Regions from separate parts of the Zea mays genome. Here region 1 is linked to region 2. A link is a contact called in public Hi-C data. All regions are on one chromosome and are shown on one strand. Each heading gives the region's core, a stretch centred on a gene start, on an enhancer-like site or on the middle of the called end of the contact. The rest is flanking DNA. Distances are from core to core; before and after follow the strand shown. Region 1 holds the start of LOC103629464 (probable beta-1,3-galactosyltransferase 14). Region 2 has its middle 26 kb from the start of LOC100284930.

Region 1 (5,841 bases), core at 3,034-5,533, 98 kb after region 2:
AAAGACTAGCTGGTCCCTAGTGGTTTATGTTATGATTATGAACAAATGTTAAAGGTCATAAATGTACTTTTATCCGGGCTACGTCCCGTGCCTATAAATAGGTGAACAGTATCCCTGTACTGTTCATGCGACTTTGTAATCACTCTCGCATCAGCACCTTCGAGCAAGCCGAAGGTATCAATGTAATATAAACCTTGTTAATATTCATGTGTATATTATGAAATATAAACGAATGAATTAATGAACTATATTCTTCGTATTTATATGTCCTTATTTGCCCATGAAATGATGAAAGCATGTCCTTCACGACCTTCGTCCGATGATCATTAAATCCGAGAGGAGGCAATGCTTCGGAGGACGAAGGTCCTTAATACTTAACAATTGTGTTGCCTTGTTCTTGATTCACAACATTTGAGAACAAGTGACCAACAGTACATATACCACCTCCACAACGAAGTGCAATGGGTCATCTCCGAAAAATAGGGATATATGTTGGATATGAGAGTGCATCAATAATTAGACACCTTGACCCAATGAGCGGAGAATTTCATACGATCCAATTCTCTGACTATATTTTCGACGAGGATAATTTCCTATCATTAGGGGGAGCAAAAGAACCTTTGGATGAGAAATGCCAAGAAATTATATGGCCTCCACAGGAATCCCCGCTCATGACCCTCGCACCAAAGAAGCAAATCTAGAAGTCCAGAAGATAATCGATTTGCAAAATTTAGCAAATGAACTGTCTGATCATTTTTGTGATTTGAGAGCGTGATTAAGTCGCATGTTCCCGCACGGAATGCACTAGAGAGGGTTGAAATACCAAAGAAAATTGAAGGTATACCTGATCCTGTTAAGAGGCCTCATAACAAAAGGACAGGAACTCTGGCTTCTCAAACCCCAAGTACTCGGAGACGTCTTGGGAAAAGAGGGCGAGAGAACTTACCATAGCCGATCACGAAAATGGCCCAAAGAAAGAAGGGGAGCCAGAAGAGACCTGGCACCGGGAAGGAACATATGAAGAAAAGTATTCCGGGATTGAACCTTCCAGTAGAAGAAATCGCCATCCCAAACATGTGCGCGCACAAAGGCGTTGGAAAACTAAAGGAACTTGCTCCCGCAACAAGTAGTAACGAAACACACAAGAAGAAATGCAAGAAGCATCCCATGATGAAATGGCCATAAACTATGTATTAACTAGAGAATGCATGAACAGAGCAACAACCAATATAGACATATATTTTGCAAAGAAAGTAGCCTCAATCATGGATCATGACCCAGAACCGGCATCTCTCACAGAATGCAAGAAAAGACCAGATTCAGAAGAATGGAAAAAGGAAATTACCGCGGAATTAATTTCTCTAGACAAAAGAGAGGTGGTTGGGCCCGTAAGCTGCACACCACCCCCATACACCCTGTAGGTTATAAGTGGGTGTTTGTACGAAAGAGAAATAAAAATAATGAAATATCAAGGTACAAAGAAAGGCTAGTCGTTCAAGGTTTCACTCAACGTCCTGGAGTTGATTATGAAGAAACTTACTCTCTATTCATGGGAGGAATTACCTTTAGTTATTTGATCTCGTTGGTAGTGAACTTAAATTTAAAAATAAAACCAATGGATGTTGTAACAGCTTATCTCTATAGAAACCTGGATACAAACATCTATATGAAAATACCGGAAGGTATCCCAGTCCCAAATCGAGATGAGAAAAATAGAGCATTATCAGTATTAAGCTTAAGAAATCACTGTATGGATTGAAACAATCAAGAAAAATATGATATAATTGCTTGAGTGACTTTCTAAGCAAGAGACATGATCCATATACCTGAAGACATAGTTTATATCTATAAATAGAGATAGGTTCTCATATCATGTACTTCTTTTATTTTATTCTTATTTTACTTAGTTAAGGAATCCTTTACTACACTTGATAGCTAGGGATCTTTATATCCACGAGGGCGGCACATGGGGAGTAGTCGGGTTCCCGGGGTGCCTCGTACTGGTGGGCCCGAAGCCCAGGGTGCGTCGTGGGAGGACGGGATCCAGACTCAGCTTCGACGCCGAGGACCAGACCGTCGCATGATTGGTTCGCGCCACACGTGACCTCCAGCTGGAGCTGCCCTCCCTTGCCAGTGAGTGTGGCGTGCCCGTGTAATAGCTAACCAACAATGACATTTGGTATCATTATTTTATATCATATAAATTTGGTTAAACAATTTGTCCATTCGCAACGGTCACGTACGTCTCAGCTAAGATATATATCTATGATAAAAAAACCAGCAGATTCATACTTCGGTAGCTTAGCCTGTGTGTGACAAGTGGCGTCTAAAAAACTGATCCTACCCCTAAACAAAAACAGCGGACCAAAATGAAGAGACACTTGACCCGACAACAATATCTAGGGGACTTGAATGTCACTCTAGATAAAAGATGGGCATGTACAGTGGTGTTTAATGTGAAGGCTCTTAAGGTGTTTAAGGGGGTTATTTGCAAAAAAAATCTTAGAGCCGTCTCTCCGTGAAGAGACGCCTCTGGCTCGTAAACCAAGTAGCAACAGACGCCTCACTTCCCACTGTACGAATTTGTCGTCTGTTCTATCGATCTGATGCTATACAAATACATTTAATTCTGTATTTATTAATAGACTACGTTTATAGACACTTCATTGTACAATAGAGTCTCTTAATTGTCTCCTGTATTTGGAGAATCGTTTTGGTGTCTCTCCACTGTACATGCCCTTACTAGTACGCCATTATTCAAACACAACCCCACCCCCTCCTCCTGCATCTACCACGAGCCACGGCCCGTTACACAGCCAGAAACCGATGTGCCATAAAAGCCACCCATTACTAGCTGATAACACTGGAAACAAACGACCATTACTTCAGGCAAAATGTGCAACCGTTAGTAAAGAATATTCGAACCAAGGTCCGATCTACCACGAGCCACGACCCAACCGGCAGTGCGTGCGTGTGGCAGTCCTTCGTTCTTTTCTCAACTTCTCAATAGATATACTAATGGTTCATCTATTTAAGTTAATTGATTTATCTCTTTAACTTACAGTATAATACTAAATTATTAGTATACCGAAGCATTGAAGTGACCCTTTAACATTGACTATTATTAAATATTAATTTTGGTTAGACCCACATTAATCCAACACCTAATCTATTATTGAGAGGGAGAGAAATTAAATTAGACGAACAAATTAGAGCTCGGATCAGCTCTCAATCATCGAGCGCATCAATGCAAGGTTCCCATGCACGGGAGTGAACCAACACGGATGGAGGTCCTAGGAGGCAGGCATGGGTCCGCCCAATAATTCCTCCAGACCTGGGAGGGCCGGAGGGGAGGAGATGAAAGAAATGGCGTGGAAATGAAATGGAATAGAGCTCGACGAGCCAGTTTAGGTTCAGCTCGGTGTTTAGAACGAGTCCGAGCTAACTTATTTTTTTGACTCAAGGAAAGAGCGAGTGGATTATGGCTCGATCCAATAATAATTTGTTACATAAAATTATAATTAACATATATTATTGATGCTAGAGAAGCGAGCCAAACTTACTCAGCTCGTTTCCGCACCTAAAATGTAATAGAAATATACTACTGCATAGTGCATGCAGTATACTTCCTCCAGTATTAAAAAATAAATCGTTTTAAACAAGCTTTGAGTCAAACGTATAAATCTTTGTTTATTAATATTAGCTTTGTTACTAATTTTGAAATTTAATAGTCATATGTATAGATTTATCTTAAAAAGTACTTTTGTAGAATTATAAATATATCAAGAATTTATTTATATTTTAATAAAAGAATATTAGTTAAAGTTATATTTTAGAGATAATATCGCTGTTTTAAACTACTTGTATTTTGATTGATAATGGATGAGGAATAGAAGGAGTAGTTTGTCTCGAGCAGCGTCGCGGCAGGATTGATGAGAATGAAGCAATGGCCGCGGCGGGTACTCTGTGTGTGTCAGGAAAAGCGGCGGCAAAGCGAGGCGCACGGCCAGACTGGTGGGCCATCCCTGTCTTCCTCCTCCTCTCTCACTTCGCTCGCGTGGGCCCTTCCCCATGGGAGGTTGGGAGAGGAGCCGTGGGCCCCGGCCGGCCGTGCACTTTTGTTTGGTTCCGAGTTCCGACTCGCCGGCTCGGTCGCTTTATTGCTAGTTGCCAGGCTGATGAAGAGCGAACTGGGCAGCATCAGCATTCATGCGTGCAGCGCAGAGGCAGAGCGGGAGAGGATCGGAGCTCGTTCGGGCCCGTTGTTGCATGCCCTTCGTTAGACTGTCTTCAACGGTTGTCGCGAGCGTCCTCCTCCTTTATTACTGTAGATCTTTTAGCAGATACAGTAGACCCCTATCTACTGCAACAGCGCCCCCTCTCCTCTCCTCTATCCAGCAGCAGCACTCCCTCTCACGCCAGATGAAGGGGAACGCTACCCGACGTTGTTCGTTGGCTTCTTCCCTGCGCGCCGGCGTCCGGAACCTTCCCGTTCGGCGACGACAGTTTCAAAAGGACAAAACGGGGAAAGCGGGTGGCCGTAGGATGCACGAGACGCTGATTTCACCCTCCCAGTCGTGACGGCAACACGCGCGGGGAGGACCAGCCGGTCGGCCCGCCCGCCCGCCCCCCGCCATGCTGGGATCGCCCAAGGTCTTCTTCGCCTCCTCCACCTCGCGTCGCTCTAGGTCGCTGCGCCGGCTGCTCTCGATGCCGGCCTTCTCCGCGGCCTGCCTCCTCTTCGGCCTCGCCGGCTTCCTCGCCACCGTGCTCGCCCTCTCGCGCTCCCCGTCCGTCACTCACAGCCGCTGCCCCGATTCCTCGCGCCCGCTCTCCGTCTCAATCGCGTGGGACCGCAGCCCAGGGGATGGCTCCGCATCGGGCTCCGCGGAGCTCCCGGCCTCGCTCGCCACTGGATCGCGCGGCCGCCACAAGGTCATGGCCTTCGTCGGGATCTTCACCGGGTTCGGCTCCATCGGCCGCCGCCGCGCGCTGCGCCAGACATGGCTACCCGCGGATCGCCAGGGTCTACTTCGGGCAGTCGCTGGTATCACGGCTTGTTAGTTCGTTTTTGCTTGTGCCGGTCAAGATCTAGCTGGACTTTTAGAGTTCGAACTGTCGATGTATTTCGTTGCTTCTAGCCTACTGCTCCTCTCATAGTAGTAGTATAATATATGGTGAGACTGGTTGCAAACTTAATATGGGAGTTGGTTTGATATTTCTTATATCTAGATGTTCAATATTCTGCCAACCTGTTTTCAGAGATCGCATCTCCAAAATAACAAATACCGATGATCTACCTCTAAATGAATTACTGTATTGGTCAATGTGGATAAAACATATAATTCCAACGATTTTTGACTAACGTATTTATACTAATTATGAAGTTTGCTAATTAATTGTGTACTAAGTTACGGACGCACACTGTTCATAGACCAAATAAAAATAAAACAAATATTAGATAGTTGAGTTAGTTGATGATGAAAGTATAAAATATTGGTGTGGTGGGATATAGAGGTTTGATATAGGGGGAACCGCTGTAGAGCATGGAGATATAGGAGGAAAAAGAACGTTAACGTGACACATGAGTGGGATATAAGAGGAGAATTTAGGAGAAACAGTTGAACACAGTCTAGCCACCCCTGCACGCGGCGCCACTCTGAACTTGCCCTCCTCCGATCGACCCTCCTGTAGTTAGTGCACGTAAGTACGCAAAGTAGTATGTCCGCTAGTTATTTTTAAATTAAAACGTAACAAATAAAAAAAGAATAAATTGAGTATATAGGACAAAAATATAACTTTATCGATTAAATACTATTGATTAGTGATTACAACCGCTAA
Region 2 (5,818 bases), core at 1,845-4,344:
AGGGGTGACATCATTCTTTCCTCTACGGCCCGTGTACATCCACTCACGGTCCTCCATCCTCTAACAGAAGCCTAGCAAAAGAAAATTTCGGCAGCACCTCCCCTGCACGGGGAGGTTTCGAAATCCTGCAAATAAAACTATCAGCACGATGGCTGACATACACGTATAATTCAACGGCACGATGGCCTATGCAATGCATTGGACATCATATATACACACATATGCAATGCATTAGACATCATATATCTATGTCAACCTATGTATTCACGCATGTATACTCTATGACTTTCTAATGCATCTCAAAGTAACCACTAAAAATAATTATTTTCCCTCTATTTCACAATACACAATCACACACAAAAAATATCTAACTCTATTTCACAACAAGCAAACCTCTATTTCATAATATTTAGCAACAAAAAGCTCAAAATGAGTTTGTACCTTGTGCTCAGCGTGGATGGTGCACCGCGGCGAAGGGTGCGACGGGACGACGGTGTAGGGGCGTGGCGACTAAGGCCTCTAGGTGGGCAGTGCAGCGAGGCGGGCAGCGGGGCGCGGCGGCGTAGGGGAGAGGCGGGCAGTGGGGCGCGGCGGCGTAGGGGAGAGGCGCGGCGGCGCGGGGTGAGGCGGCGAGGGGCGCGGGGTGGCGCGGTAGAGAGAGTGACAGAGAGTGAGAGGGGAGGAAGAAGGAGAAAGGATCCCTGGCGGCTGGTATATTTTTAATCTTTGTCGAGTGCCCGCGATCTAGCACTCGGCAAAGTTTTTTAATTTTAAAATATTCTTTGCCGAGTGCCAGATCGCAGGCACTCGGCGAAGACATCTTTGCCGAGTGTTAACTGATAGACACTCGGCAAAGATGTGTTCTAGATTCTTTACTGAATGTCCACAGAAGGCACTCGGTAAAGACCCTCTTTGTCGAGTGCCATATAGTTGGCACTCGGCAAAGAAAGTCTTTACCGAGTGCCTTCTGTGGACACTCGGCAAATCATATTTTTGTTTGTTTTATTTTAGCCACCAAACTTTTTATGGTAGGTTCCTACACTAAGTAGACCTTCATGTACCATTTTGGGACAATTATAACATTGTTTTCAATAGCTAGTAGAATTAGTTCGTTTATTTGAATTTCTTCGGAAAATTTAGTTTTGAACTGCAAGTTACTAGAAACTTGGAGAATTGTGCATGCAAAAATAATACACATGTTATTTAGCACACGTTACGACCGATTCCAGGAGCGGACCGGAAACTTCGAGCAATATGCTCACTAAACATGGCCGTGAACTTGTCATCCACATGTTTAAAAATGTATAAAACACAAACAAAGTCAGAAAATCATGAAACTTGTCCACGTGTCATGATATCATATGTAGAGGTTGTGATAAAAATCTGAAAAGGTTTCGAGAAAACTGTGACGCACTATGTGTAGAAACCTAAGAGATCCACACATGAAATCATAGAGTTTCAATGTGTACTAACGATTGAAAACTCTGTTATAATTGTCCACAAATGATACATGTAGGTCTACATAGTGTAAGAACATAACACAAAAAGTTTGGTGGACAAAATCTAAAAAATAAAAATATGATTTGCCGAGTGTCCAGAGAAGACACTCGGTAAAGAGTTCTTTGCCGGGTGCCAAATATTTGGCACTCGGCAAAGAAGCCTCTTTGCCGAGTACCGACCCTCGGCAAAGGCTGACGGCCGTCAGCTATAGGACGACCGCTGACGGTCCTTTGCCGAGCGCCACCTTTGCCGAGTGTTTAACACTCGGCAAACATGTCTTTGCCGAGAGTTTTTCTGTGTCGAGTGTCCTGCACTCGGTAAACAAGCTCGTTATCGAGAGCAGGACTTCACCAAGTGCGGCTCTCAGCAAAGCCTCTTTTGCCGAGTGCCCGATAAAAGGCACTCGGCAAAGAATCCAGCACTCGGCAAAACCGGCGATTCCGATAGTGTTCCCAACCTCATCCTTGCCCGTGAGCACAGGATCTAGAGATCTTTAACGTTTGGCAAAAAAAAAGGCGCGGACATATGTTTCTCCAATGCATATGCGCACGAACCAAAAATTAACAACCTTGAACCTTGAACTCCCAATATGATTCTGAGATCAAGCGCAAATCATGGGAAATAAAAGCATTAAGTTACGCGTGGATCATGGTTGGCATGCGCATGCATGGATGTCTCTGACCACACGCACATGATATGAACCAATCATTGAAGGAACTAACCGCGTGCTGTGCTCCGTGCAGCGCTGCAGTGTTCGCTCCTCCTCGCTGGGGGGAGCCACAGCCAGCGGCAGCACGTACGACGACTGGATAGATCTATCTACAAGTTATTGGTGGTCAAGGACTGATGAAGGTGTGCAGATCATAGCTGCTGGTTATTCATAGCATGCATGTCGTCATGAGCAAAACTGTCCACACCATGATCGATAAGCTGTTGTTCAACGACCATGCATGCAAATTCGCATTAGAGTATATATGATACTAGGTAGCCAACGGCTAATAAGAGCAGCTAGTGTTGCTGGCTGGCTAGCTAGCTACTACCTCCGTTCACAAATATATTACACCGTTGGTTTTTTTTCAAAAATTTGGACCACTCGTATTATTCAAAATATTATTAAAAATGTAAAATTTTAGGTCAAATATAAACTACTTTAAGTAATAAAATAAATCATAAAAAATTAAATCATAACTCATTATTTTTAAATAAAATAAATGATTAAAGTTTTTTTAAAAAAATTAATGGTGTCATATATTTATGGACGTACGGAGGGAATATTTCATACGCATGCATGACCCTGCATGCATCATGCATATATGATCTATCTGTTCGAGCAAATTATTTGGCCTAACCAACTGACTAGTAGCATTATGACGTGTGTTGGCTGCCACTTGCAAATAGTTGGACGCGAGGGAGCTGCTGGCTGCTGCACGAGATGTCAGCGACTGTCATAGTACTACTACTATTTTCTTTAGATTGGTCATCAAATGATGGGCCGGTCGTGATGGTGCTCCAGTGGAGTGGGAAGGAGGTGTGGGATGGCGCGGCCGTACACCCGTCCAAGCTGGCGTGCCTCGGGATTCCCCGGCGCCCGCATGTGCACGCCACACCGGCCGGGGCACATCGAGCTGCATGCATGCATGCATTCTGCCTGCGACGACAGTACAGTACATGTATGCCTCACTTGCGCATTTATTACACTGTAAAGTATAGGGTAGGTCGTACTCGCTACTCCTATGTACATGGCTGCAACCTCACTCGCAGACTTGCATGTTCGCTAGGTCGTCGTGCCCCCTTCCTCCACCATCATACTTACATATTACACAACATGGCTTGTACATGAAAAAGAAACACTACTTGACTCGCCATCTTTATCGAGTGTTTGGAGAACTCGACAAAGTCTTTTTTATACTCAATAAAGGTTTTACTATGTGTTACACTCGGTAATTAAAGAGCTCTCGATAAAAAATATCAGTAAAGACCTTTTTTATCGAACACTCGTCAAAGACTTGAATTTTCCTAATTTTGATTTGGCACTCAGCAAAGAAAAGTTACCATAACGACAGACATAGCATTAACAACGACTTTGCCTAGTGTTGTACTCGGCGAAGTCTTATGTCGTTGCCTAGTGTTGCATTATTAGGCAAAGTATTGTGCCTTTGCTAAGTACGTGTCACGGTCAAGGCATTTGATAAACCTTGTACCTTTTTTTTGTTTTCTTATTTTCTGGTTAATATTTCTGTATCAAGTGTTATATTGTGGCACTCGGCAAAGAAGTATTTTGCCTAGTGCCATTTTCTAACACTAGACAATGTTTTTAAGTTTTTTTGTCGTGTCCCCAAACCTTTTCTGTTGTGTTTCTATAGTAACCGGAATTACATGTTCGATTTTGGCACGTTTTTTTAAAATATTTGCTATATTTTATTCATGTTGTTAAGTATACTATTGAGGTCGTATCAAGAACATACTGGAATTTTGAACATTCTGTTCACAAAACATGACCACGGACTTGTAGTCCAGTTGTTTTTGAATCATATAAAAATAAATAAATTTAGAAAATCATGAAACTTATCGAGCATGATATCGTCGTACGTACAGTGGTTACTACCTTGTCGGCCTCCACATAAAATCATGGAACTTTTTTGAGGATTCTTCGGTTTATAAACATCATATATATGTCACAGCTTTCACGAAATTTTATCAACTTTTTATCACAGCCTCTCCTCCAACCTCGTCAAATAGCCATTTCTAACCCTTTCTCGTTATTCTTAATAATCACCAGCACAAGCATAAAACGACGCCGACGCCGAGCAACCATTGATATGATAGAGGAAGGGGGAAATCACAAACAAATTAAATACTCCAGCTAGATAGCGTGTACGTCCTTGGCTGTCGCTCTGGAGTACCCATATGCTCTGCTCTGTACTGCCCCCGGCCGTCCTCTCCAGATCTGGATTACATTAATTAATTAATGGATCGGAGGCTGGCCAGTCCTCCAATCAATGATGGTATGGTCCGCCCGTAGACCACATAGTATTTCCTTTTGAGATTCCTAGATAATATAATTGAGCCATCAAATTGCTGCAGGAAAAAGAGAATCATTCACTTGGTACGTACTAAATTCATCACCAATGATGATATGTGTTCCATGTACACTGCTGGCACAATATATGTATGTATATTATAATAATGTTTATATTTGTACCCTGCTTTGAAATAATATACATAAAAAGTTGCACCTAGTTGTGATATGATTAAACCGTCACACAGGTGGTAGGCTTTTGATTATTGGCGCGCGCGGCATATGATTAACGTACTGGCCGGCCAGTCTTGCATGCCAGGCAGCCCCGGAACCGCGCATGTGATGTGAGCCCTCTCTGCTGATGAAGAGCTCAGACAGAGCTCGTAAGGATTCCATCGTTAGGGCTACGACTGACAGTTAGTCATCGTGGACCCACCACTAGCTCGCTAATCAGCTTTCCGGTCCTGAGCTAGCTGGTGTAACTTAACTACCCCATGCATGGAATCGAGATCCATCTATCACATCGTCGGATAATGCATTTGCATGCATGTGCCCACGCAGGCATGCACGTACGCGTACGTGGTGTGTGTGCTTGCCTTTAGCTGCATCATCATCCCCACAGCATGGCTTTGTCGGGCACTGACTGTGCACTACCTAATTAAATATACACACATATATATAGCCCTAGCTCATTGATTAACTACTATATAGGCCCATCATATTAGGCTACTAAGTACATACTCATTGTTAATCAGCATCTAGCTAGTAGAGCGCTTATGATGATTAATTAGTTTAGTTAGTTTGGGAGAGCACTACTCTTTGTCTACACCTCATCATCGCAGGGTACGTACGTACGTACTACTACTACCTCATTAACGACTAACGGAAGAATAAGAATATGGAATCTCATGCGATTATATTCCAATTGTGGGATTATTGGAGTTGATTAATGAAGGGCTAGTAATGGACCACCACTTCGTTGTCAATTGTCATGGTGCCGTAAGCTTCATTTGATTCTTCTGTTGCTTATTATATGTACGTACGTGCTAACCTCAAAACAAAAGGTAAAGATGTGATGATCGAGATTAAAAACATGATGTAGATTTGTCAATCTATGCATGTATGTGATCTGAGAAGGGTGGCCTCCACATATAAGAGTTGATCTATGAACAATATTATTAACTTATATAAGACCCATATGCGTCAAAAGAAAGATTACATCAGATACATAAAACATTAAAGTTTCAGCAGATCTGGTGCATTAGTAGAAAAGAGCTCTAAACTGGTGATACATGTTGA

Evidence for each region. Hi-C and Micro-C count contacts between places; a contact is called where the count stands out from the background.
Region 1: a Hi-C map of ear shows a contact between it and region 2, with 2.1 times the contacts expected there. The contact joins the promoter of LOC103629464 here to the enhancer-like site in region 2. A contact is called at or near these places in 2 of 25 Hi-C or Micro-C datasets (ear and tassel).

What each region holds. Positions count from the first base shown.
Region 1 is chr6:79,503,660-79,509,500 of Zm-B73-REFERENCE-NAM-5.0, forward strand. It overlaps LOC103629464 (probable beta-1,3-galactosyltransferase 14), which reads left to right and starts at 4,284. Exons shown (of 1, transcript XM_008650579.4): 1 at 4,284-5,225. The coding sequence starts at 4,636. The coding sequence ends at 5,064.
Region 2 is chr6:79,406,592-79,412,409 of Zm-B73-REFERENCE-NAM-5.0, forward strand. No RefSeq gene overlaps it. Among protein-coding and RNA genes, the nearest start is that of LOC100284930, 26 kb to the right of the region's middle. Within about 2 kb of position 3,095, at least 13 of the 20 cell types and tissues checked have an H3K27ac peak or open chromatin away from gene starts, as enhancers often do. A contact at or near this core is called in ear and tassel, where this site is marked.